Linked DNA regions of Arabidopsis thaliana: region 1 is linked to region 2. The links are chromatin contacts, called in public targeted proximity ligation maps. All regions are on one chromosome and are shown on one strand. The core of a region is the stretch at or near the end of the contact, and the rest is flanking DNA. Distances in the headings are between cores, read along the strand shown. Region 1 holds the start of AT1G35780 (N-lysine methyltransferase). Region 2 holds the start of ANNAT1 (annexin 1).

The links.
Region 1: a targeted proximity ligation map of seedling shows a contact between it and region 2, with 2.8 times the contacts expected there. A contact is called at or near these places in 5 of 26 Hi-C or Micro-C datasets (leaf, root, seedling and 1 more) and 1 of 2 datasets of targeted methods (seedling).

Annotation. Positions count from the first base shown.
Region 1 is chr1:13,278,352-13,283,239 of TAIR10.1, forward strand. AT1G35780 (N-lysine methyltransferase) reads right to left here and starts at 2,036. Exons shown (of 5, transcript NM_103280.5): 1 at 1,637-2,036; 2 at 1,142-1,215; 3 at 116-245; 4 at 1-32. The coding sequence starts at 1,762. It also overlaps AT1G09235.
Region 2 is chr1:13,222,340-13,227,700 of TAIR10.1, forward strand. It overlaps ANNAT1 (annexin 1), which reads left to right and starts at 2,829. Exons shown (of 3, transcript NM_103274.4): 1 at 2,829-3,040; 2 at 3,637-3,782; 3 at 3,869-4,900. The coding sequence starts at 2,965. The coding sequence ends at 4,600. AT1G35710 (kinase family with leucine-rich repeat domain-containing protein) reads left to right here. Exons shown (of 2, transcript NM_103273.2): 1 at 1-1,676; 2 at 1,761-2,342. The coding sequence ends at 2,047. It overlaps PUM9 (pumilio 9), which reads right to left. Exons shown (of 5, transcript NM_001333166.1): 4 at 5,163-5,361; 5 at 4,798-5,089. The coding sequence ends at 4,985.

The DNA.
Region 1 (4,888 bases), core at 786-3,285, 55 kb after region 2:
GAAATGTGACTCATAATTGCTGCTGGTGGTTGCTGAAACAATCCAAACACATAAAAGTGATCAAAACAAACTACAAAATGTATCCAATTCTCTCAAGAAAGAGACAGACACAAACCTGGAAAGTTCTTGATTTGCCGTTTGTGGCGGAATTAGCACTTGCTAACTCAGAATCATCATTTTCTTCATACACAGAGAATATTCCACTCCCTGTGATCTCTTTCATCTTGTAATTTGAACAAGGCTTCCTACAAATTGTGTACTCAACCAAAAAAATTAACAATGAATCTATCTATAACATGTCATAGTAACGTTTTCATTGAATGTAACATGTGTACAAAGATGAGCTTAAATACACCCATATTAAACCAAGTACAATAACCAATCTAAACCAGAAATAACCAAAGATTTATTGGAGATTGAATCAATTAACCAAGGCTTCCTACGATCAAATTCATTGCCAAAAACACTAACAACAAAAAATTGGGGAAAAAACCGCCATCTAATTTATTTTTGGCCGTTTAATAAGCGTAATATTAAATTTGTAACTAAAATACCTCATTTAATTTTGGTGTTTTTTAAAACCTTCGTTTTAAGAAAATTGGTAAAATCATACATTCAAGTTAACGTCTGTTAACTTTACTAACGAAAGCACTAACTGCGGTTAAAACTTAACCCATGGTTCCAAAATATTTATATAACTTTCCTAACCAATCAAGCAACAATTATTAAAAATGGTAAAAATACTAAAATTTTGGGTTTTTGAATCAGAATTAGACCGGATCATTGGTTACCAAAAAAAGAATAAATTAGGAGGAAAAAAAAACAAAATTAGAGAAGCGTGAACGATACAAAGAAGATCAAAAACGGAAATTAAATTGAAGATATACCAAAAATGCTTCATAATTAAGGACACTAATTATGGCAATCAAACACTTTCCTACCTAAAAAAAAAACATTCTATAGGGTCAGTCCAAATAACGACAGGATCATCATCATCTGTTAACAAATTGACAGATTCTTCGTACTTACTGTTGTTTCGCATTTATTAAATTATCGTACCGTTTTGTTTTCTTCCTGATTAATACTACTATTTTCTAAATTTCGAATACAAAAAAAAAATCGTGAGATCTCTATCACTCACCTCTTGTTCAAGCTCTCAACTTCTTCATCTGTAACTTGTCCTCCAAATACGACTTTGCTTATTCCATCCGACGGCTGAGATTGTTTCCCCCAAATTTAAATCAGAAACGAATCAATTCTCGCAATTAACAAATTGAGTGAAATTAGTTTAAAGAAATCAATCTGACGGCTCAGATTGTTTCCCCTAAATTCCAAATTTACAAAAAATTAATAATCACAACGAATCAAATTATAAAATTACACAAAAAAATTAGTTTAAATATTTTATCTGACGGCTAAGATTGTTTCCCTTCAAATTCGTAGATCGCGAAATTAACAAATTGAGTGAAACTAGTAGTAATTAGTTTAAAGAAATCAATCTGACGGCTCAGATTGTTTCCCCTAAATTTCAAATTTACAAAAAACAAAGTTGGTATAAACATTTTATCCAACGGCTGAGATTGTTTCCCTAAATTCGAATTCGTAGATCGCGAAATTAACGGAATTAGTAAGTTACCTGGTGCGATCTGGCGGCGGAGCGAGAAGATACGGCGGCGGGAGACTCAAACGGTTGATTCTCCGGCCAAGTGAGTAGATCCGCCGTCGACATGTGTGGTTTCCTCACCGGTGTGTTTTTCTCCATCACGAAAAAAAAAAGAGAAAGTAATACAGAGAAATAGAGAAAAAGAGAGATTACTTCTTCTATAAAAGCTTCGAATGCAACAACAATGGCGACGTATATAGAGAGAAAAAGAGAGAGAGACGAAAAGAGTGGAGTGGTAGCTACTCTTCTTCTATTTCAAATACTGGTTTTTTTATTCTCTCTGTGTGTATATTATATTATTATAATAGACTGTGACACAGAGGATTATAGCTCTGTCTCTCTGTATTCTTACTGGTGGAATATTTGAATCAAGTACCGCCTTTGATCTTATTGGATACTTTTTGAAAATTAGAATACTTTATATTATTCTATTGGCATGTGATTAGATTGGACAGGTGGCGGTTTTAGTTGGAGGATTACTTACTGTAGCCGGTTTTAGTTAAATTTTGAAATATTTGGTTGTTTTGTACACATGGGATATTCTTTAACAAATTACCCTTAAAGATAAAGATACGTTGACGTTTTTTGTTTCTTTTATTAATTACTTGGATTGTGTAACAAACCTCAATACTACGCGTAAAGAATTTCTAAAAATGTAGATAATTATAGTTTCAATTTTGTGGGGCTTGTTATGTGTAAATTATCTTGTAATGTTCATAGGAACTTTTTAGATGAAAATTAAAAAATGTTTTTAAAATTTAATTTTTAGCGCAAAATTTAAAATATTACGTTTTTTTCTTTTCTCGAAAGTTCGTTATAGATAAATCATCTTGTAGTATATGATAAGATGTTATTAATGGGAATAGATATATAAATGTAAATTATATTTATTATTGAGTACAACAAAAACGCATATTTCGCTCAATAATATAACTTTGCATGATAAATATGTTAAGAATAGGCAGCATACTAGATATTTAACGCAGATAATGATTGGCATGCCTTGTTTGGAAGTAAAAGATTGCTTAAGTTATGTACTTTTTTTAATTTATTTAAATTCTTTTCATTTTAGTTTGTGATGTTTAGCTAGACAGGTGGGTTTATGAGTAGCTTTGACTAACTTAGCAACATAATGTTTTGGCTTTTCTTTTTCTTCACAAAGCTAGTTTTATTATTATCACAAACCATGATCAGATACATAAGTCCGAGTGAATTACGGGACGACAAAGCCGGCAAGATATAATCTTCCGGAACACAAGCTGGCGAGGAATGAAACCCCCAAACACTAAGCCCCTACATGGGGAAACGACGGAAAAAGAGAAAATAAAACATGAGTGATGATTTTACACATAAACATAGTTCTCTCTTTAACCAAATAAACCAAGATCGTAAAATTAACAGGCGTCAGAGATTTCGTCGAAGATTGAGAAACCCACTTTAAGAAAATTTGATCCTCTTGCCTCACTTGGTAATTAAAAGTCTTCAGAAGAAAAACCTTGGGATACTTTGGATGGCAGATGGTGGAAACTCAGCTAAACATTTAGAAACCGTCGAGAACGCTGTGGCCGGAGATATCGACTATGCGACTTGAACCGGCAAAAAAAAAAAAAAAAACTGGGCGGATCTCGCCCTAGATCCGTATTGTTGAAGTTGTGTGAGGAAACCCCAAATTAGGTCACCCAACCCGAATCACCACAACACCGACAGTGAATGGCATAGAGCGATCGTGATTAGGCCAAGGAGTATTTAGTCAGAGAAGAAAACCACGCCATATTGCAAAATCACCAGTCGAAACTATAGATCTAACAAGAGAAATCGAGGAGGAAACGAAATCGAAATCAACCCAGAAATCTCCTTAACCACAACTTAAAGAGACATAACTAAACATAAACCAAAAAGCCAAACCGACGTCATGACCGTCATGGCTCACAACGTGGAATTGAAGCGGTGCTTTTGTTTTCAAGAGAGAAGGAAGAGGATTTTTTTTAGAGAGAGAAGTCAATTCTGTTTTTTGTTGCATAATGTTTTAGCTTACGTTGTGTTTTCAAATATTACAACCCTTTTTCCGTCAAAATGATTCATATATTAACAATAACATGTTATTACAAATAGGAAACGAGGGCAATCAATCTACAGAAAATCATTACAACAACGTATTGCATTTATCAATTTCAAACACATACTCTAGCCAAAAAATTAAATTTGTGCTACATAAAATTGCGAAAATCATTACAACAATGTATTTGCACTTACAAATAGGAAATAAGGGCAATCAATCTACATAAAATCATTACAATAATGTATTGTATTTATCAATTTCAAACACATACTCTAGCCAAAAAATTAAATTTGTGCAACATAAAATTGCGATCGGTCCGCAATTGTGACACTTTTAGCTATGAGGAAAACTCATTGGTTTCCACATCGAGCTTCTAGTGTCACCTTTCAACAGGGATGAGGAAAACATGATGGAATATAAATGCCAGCGAAAATTTAACCCCCAAAAACTAAGTTGGCGGGATTCTAATCCCCAGAAACTAAATCTCAACATAGGGAGATAAGCAAAAGACATAAAACTAAAACGATCTAAACTTGATTGAAAGGATTTGAGGCAGAGAACCAAATTTCTTACTACCCGAGCCAACCGAGATCGCAAAACAAGCTGGAAGTCTTCGAAGGAGCTGACAACCAAACCATAAAAGTTCCAATCTACAAGCCTAACTTGATAATTAAGAGTACTCAGAAGAAAAAACTTGGGATACCTTGGATGACGGGACAGTGGAATCTTGGAAAAAACTTGTAAAGACCGTCGGAATCGTCGGACCGGAAAAATCAACTAATGGACGTGAAATGGTAAAAGGACCCAAATCTAGGCGGATCTCGCCCTAGATCCGTTTGTTGAACCTGTGTGAGGAAACCTATAATTTAGGTCGCCCAAACTGAATCATCACTACACCAATAATGAGTGGCTTAGAGCCATCGCGGTAAAGGCCATGGAGGACTCAGGCGAAGAAGAAACAAGAACCTGCAACAAAAACTAATCAACCAAATCCTAGATCTAAAAAGAAAAAAGACAGATAAAGAATAAAAAAATGAAACCAATCCACAGATCTCTCCACACAAGAAAACCAAACTAGATAACTAAACAATATCTGAAAAAACCGACCAACGCCGTGCCCATGGTGGCCCACACGCGTCGGTCGGAGACGAGGCACAAAACCTGCG
Region 2 (5,361 bases), core at 1,579-4,078:
GATACTTGACACCAACAACTTCACTGGTTTCTTTCCTGAAACTGTTTGCAAAGGTAGGAAGCTTCAAAATATCTCATTGGATTACAATCACCTCGAAGGTCCTATCCCGAAAAGCTTGAGAGATTGCAAGAGCCTGATCAGAGCAAGATTTCTAGGAAACAAATTCACTGGCGATATTTTTGAAGCTTTTGGGATTTACCCAGACCTTAACTTCATTGATTTCAGCCACAACAAATTCCACGGTGAGATTTCTAGCAACTGGGAGAAGAGTCCAAAGCTAGGTGCCTTGATCATGTCAAACAACAACATCACGGGTGCTATCCCAACAGAGATTTGGAACATGACACAACTAGTTGAGCTGGATCTATCTACCAACAACCTCTTTGGTGAACTTCCAGAAGCAATTGGAAATCTCACGAATTTGTCGAGGCTACGACTTAATGGGAATCAGTTATCTGGAAGAGTTCCTGCAGGTTTAAGTTTCTTAACCAATCTTGAGTCTCTTGACTTATCCTCAAACAATTTCAGCTCAGAGATCCCACAAACCTTTGACTCCTTTTTAAAGCTTCATGACATGAACCTGAGCAGAAACAAATTCGACGGAAGCATTCCCCGACTATCAAAGCTGACTCAGTTAACGCAACTTGATCTCAGCCACAACCAGCTCGACGGAGAAATCCCATCACAACTAAGCTCCCTGCAAAGCCTCGACAAGCTCGACCTCTCACACAACAATCTCTCAGGTCTCATTCCAACAACTTTCGAGGGCATGATAGCGCTGACGAACGTCGATATATCAAACAATAAACTCGAAGGTCCGCTTCCAGATACTCCAACGTTTCGAAAAGCAACAGCAGATGCATTGGAGGAAAACATAGGCTTATGCAGTAATATTCCTAAACAAAGATTGAAACCATGCCGTGAGTTGAAGAAACCGAAGAAAAATGGCAACCTTGTTGTGTGGATATTAGTGCCAATCCTAGGAGTACTCGTCATTCTCTCTATATGTGCAAACACATTCACCTACTGCATTCGGAAACGAAAACTACAAAATGGAAGAAACACAGATCCTGAAACAGGAGAGAATATGTCCATATTCAGCGTTGATGGCAAATTCAAATACCAAGATATCATCGAATCAACAAACGAATTCGATCCAACACACCTCATCGGAACCGGAGGATACAGCAAAGTCTACAGAGCAAACCTCCAAGATACAATCATAGCCGTTAAACGACTACATGACACAATAGACGAAGAGATATCAAAGCCAGTTGTGAAGCAAGAGTTCCTAAACGAGGTAAAAGCATTAACAGAGATCCGTCACCGCAACGTTGTGAAGCTCTTCGGCTTCTGCTCCCACCGCCGCCACACATTTCTGATCTACGAGTACATGGAAAAAGGAAGTTTAAACAAACTCTTAGCCAACGACGAAGAAGCTAAGCGACTCACTTGGACCAAAAGGATCAACGTCGTGAAAGGTGTGGCTCACGCTTTATCGTATATGCACCATGACCGAATAACACCGATCGTTCACCGTGATATTAGCAGCGGAAACATCCTTCTCGATAACGATTACACAGCTAAGATCTCCGATTTTGGTACAGCAAAACTTCTAAAGACGGATTCATCAAACTGGTCCGCCGTTGCTGGAACCTACGGCTACGTTGCACCAGGTAAATCTAAATCCCTAAATCTGATTTTGAGCTTATGAAATTTAAATCACTAAATTCGAAATTGAACTTGATTTTTCGCAACAGAGTTTGCTTACACGATGAAGGTGACGGAGAAATGCGATGTGTATAGCTTCGGGGTTTTGATACTCGAATTGATAATTGGGAAACATCCGGGAGATTTGGTATCGAGTTTGTCTTCGTCTCCAGGAGAAGCTCTGTCGCTAAGAAGCATTTCCGATGAACGTGTATTAGAACCACGGGGACAAAATAGAGAGAAGCTCTTGAAGATGGTGGAAATGGCTTTATTGTGTTTACAAGCAAATCCAGAATCTCGGCCAACGATGTTGTCAATCTCCACTACATTTTCTTAGAAACTGAACTTCTCCATCAATTTCTATGTTATCATTGTGTTTATCTATACAGCAACAGTAATCTCTGTTGGCTTTTGTTCTCTGTTCTTGCTTGTGTTTGCAGGAAGGGGTGTCGACTCTCGTTTCAGCTTTTGTTGTTGTTGTTTGGGCTTCTCGGCCTGCTTCAGCTTTTGTATGTATTGGGCTGCGCCCTTGTTGGTCTTTGGGCCTTGTTTGTTTTTATCTTTGCGGCTTGCGTGCCATGTTAGGCCTTTTGGTCTTGTAATGTGTTTGGTTAATGGAAATCTATGAAGTTAAAAAAATGAAAAAAAAAAAAAAAAAAAAAAAACTGTTAAAAGCATTTTTAGATAATGGTCATTGTGTTACTCCTCACATATGAACATTCAAATAAAGTTTTGGATACTGTCTATCTGTATATCGCCAGAATTAGTAAGAGATTTCTTATGCATAGTAGGAGATTAAAAAAAAAAATGCATAGTAGGAGATTTGTAAAGAAAGAAATAAGTTTTTTTTTGTATAATGAGTTCTAATGGACATCACGTTTGCAAGTGATAATAAAAAAATCTTACACTCTTGTACTCTGTAACGTGTTAAAATAATACAAAATGGATTATAATAACGAAATCTAAACACTTATAATCTTGCGGATGATTTTGTGACAACCAATGAAACCGTTAATGCGAGATTACGATAGTTTTTTATGAAATCATGATTTGTGCATAAAGTTAAGCAAATGCTAAATAATTCATAAAGTGTAAGAAACACGTGGCAGAAGAATTAATAATTCGTTTGGGATATTTTTGGTATATACGGACAGGCCACGTCGTGTCCTAAACCTCTTAGCCTTTCCCTTTATAAGTCAATCTTGTGTCGGCTTCGACTCCCAACATACACAAAACACTAAAAGTAGAAGAAAAATGGCGACTCTTAAGGTTTCTGATTCTGTTCCTGCTCCTTCTGATGATGCTGAGCAATTGAGAACCGCTTTTGAAGGTATAATAGTTTCATGATTCTTCTTGTTACGTTCTCTGTTTTTGTTACCTTCTTGTTTACATGATCAGTATCCACTTTTTGTAAAAGTGATGTGAATCTGTTGGTTTTCGTTTGGTGGGTTATTGTATGATCATTTGTTTTGATTGTTTTTCATGTGGATCGATCTTTGTTTTGGTCCGATGATATGAATGTTGTGTCGGTAGCGTTTTATGATCATTTGTACGATGATGTAGATCGAGATTGTTCCTTCATGGATCGGATCAGTGACAATGATCTCCTTTCTTTGTGTGATCTATAACAATCTTTTGTGTTAGTGATGAAGTTTTGATTGTCTGATCATGTTGATAATGACAATGATTACATTCACACGAGATCTTGATTGAGTTGTGTTTTGATTCTCACTGTCACAGATCTGTCTTCTTAGTCTAGATCTATAATGTAGTTACGTGTAATACAACACTAAGATCTTAAGATTTATATTTTGTGAATCTGTTTGACCGGTTCTGTTATTATGGATCTGAAGTGTGTGTGACTTGGATCTGAAGTATGTGACTTTGATGGTTATGTAAAGTGAATCTGATTCGTGTTTTTCGCAGGATGGGGTACGAACGAGGACTTGATCATATCAATCTTGGCTCACAGAAGTGCTGAACAGAGGAAAGTCATCAGGCAAGCATACCACGAAACCTACGGCGAAGACCTTCTCAAGACTCTTGACAAGGAGCTCTCTAACGATTTCGAGGTTCGGTTTTCGGACTTTTAAGTATCGACTTTTAAACATCTTGTGTGAAGTCATTGTATTCTAATTGGTTTTTTGGTCATGGACAGAGAGCTATCTTGTTGTGGACTCTTGAACCCGGTGAGCGTGATGCTTTATTGGCTAATGAAGCTACAAAAAGATGGACTTCAAGCAACCAAGTTCTTATGGAAGTTGCTTGCACAAGGACATCAACGCAGCTGCTTCACGCTAGGCAAGCTTACCATGCTCGCTACAAGAAGTCTCTTGAAGAGGACGTTGCTCACCACACTACCGGTGACTTCAGAAAGCTTTTGGTTTCTCTTGTTACCTCATACAGGTACGAAGGAGATGAAGTGAACATGACATTGGCTAAGCAAGAAGCTAAGCTGGTCCATGAGAAAATCAAGGACAAGCACTACAATGATGAGGATGTTATTAGAATCTTGTCCACAAGAAGCAAAGCTCAGATCAATGCTACTTTTAACCGTTACCAAGATGATCATGGCGAGGAAATTCTCAAGAGTCTTGAGGAAGGAGATGATGATGACAAGTTCCTTGCACTTTTGAGGTCAACCATTCAGTGCTTGACAAGACCAGAGCTTTACTTTGTCGATGTTCTTCGTTCAGCAATCAACAAAACTGGAACTGATGAAGGAGCACTCACTAGAATTGTGACCACAAGAGCTGAGATTGACTTGAAGGTCATTGGAGAGGAGTACCAGCGCAGGAACAGCATTCCTTTGGAGAAAGCTATTACCAAAGACACTCGTGGAGATTACGAGAAGATGCTCGTCGCACTTCTCGGTGAAGATGATGCTTAATCAATCAATCCTCCACAGAGAAACATAAGCTGCTCTACAGCTTCTGTTATCTCTTATCTCCCTCTCTCTCTCTTTGATGAGTTTCAAATCGTTTGATTTTGTTTCTACAAAAACCTTGTTTGTTTCTGTTGTGTGTTTTGAGTTCCTAAATAATGCAAAAGAGAGAGACAGAGAGAACCAGTGTGGTCTCTTAAGTTATATATATATGAAGAGCATTGGCCTAAAACACAGACTAACAAGTAGTTCTGGTTTTGACAAAAGTTGTTGTCACTACAAAAAGGGAGACCAACAACAAAAAAGTTAAGGGCATTGTTTTCTCTAAAGCCCTATCCGATCTTGAAACACAAAATAACAACAACAACATTTTTTAGTTACTAATCAAAGTCACTTCTTCAAGATGGTCTTGGAGAAAATCTTCTTGCAGTAAGGGCTCGAGTGTAGTTTCCCGTACCTGTAAACCTTCGCCACCAATTTAGCACGAACAGGTCCCTGCATCAACCCCAAAAGCCATGTCAAGTTCTGTTTCTAAAAGCTTATAACATATGTATTGATTTGGACTTACTTTGGTTACAGAGAGAGCAGTTTGGATCACATAGTTCGCATAAGGATCTTGCAGAAGATATTCAAAGTTTGGAACACAGAGGAGCTCACGGACGATCTCAGCTCGACTCTCTGGATACTTCCTTAGACACTTCTCAATCACGTGGCTACTAAACTTCTGAGTAGCTAACTCGGCGTAGTGCATTCTAAACTGAACCAGC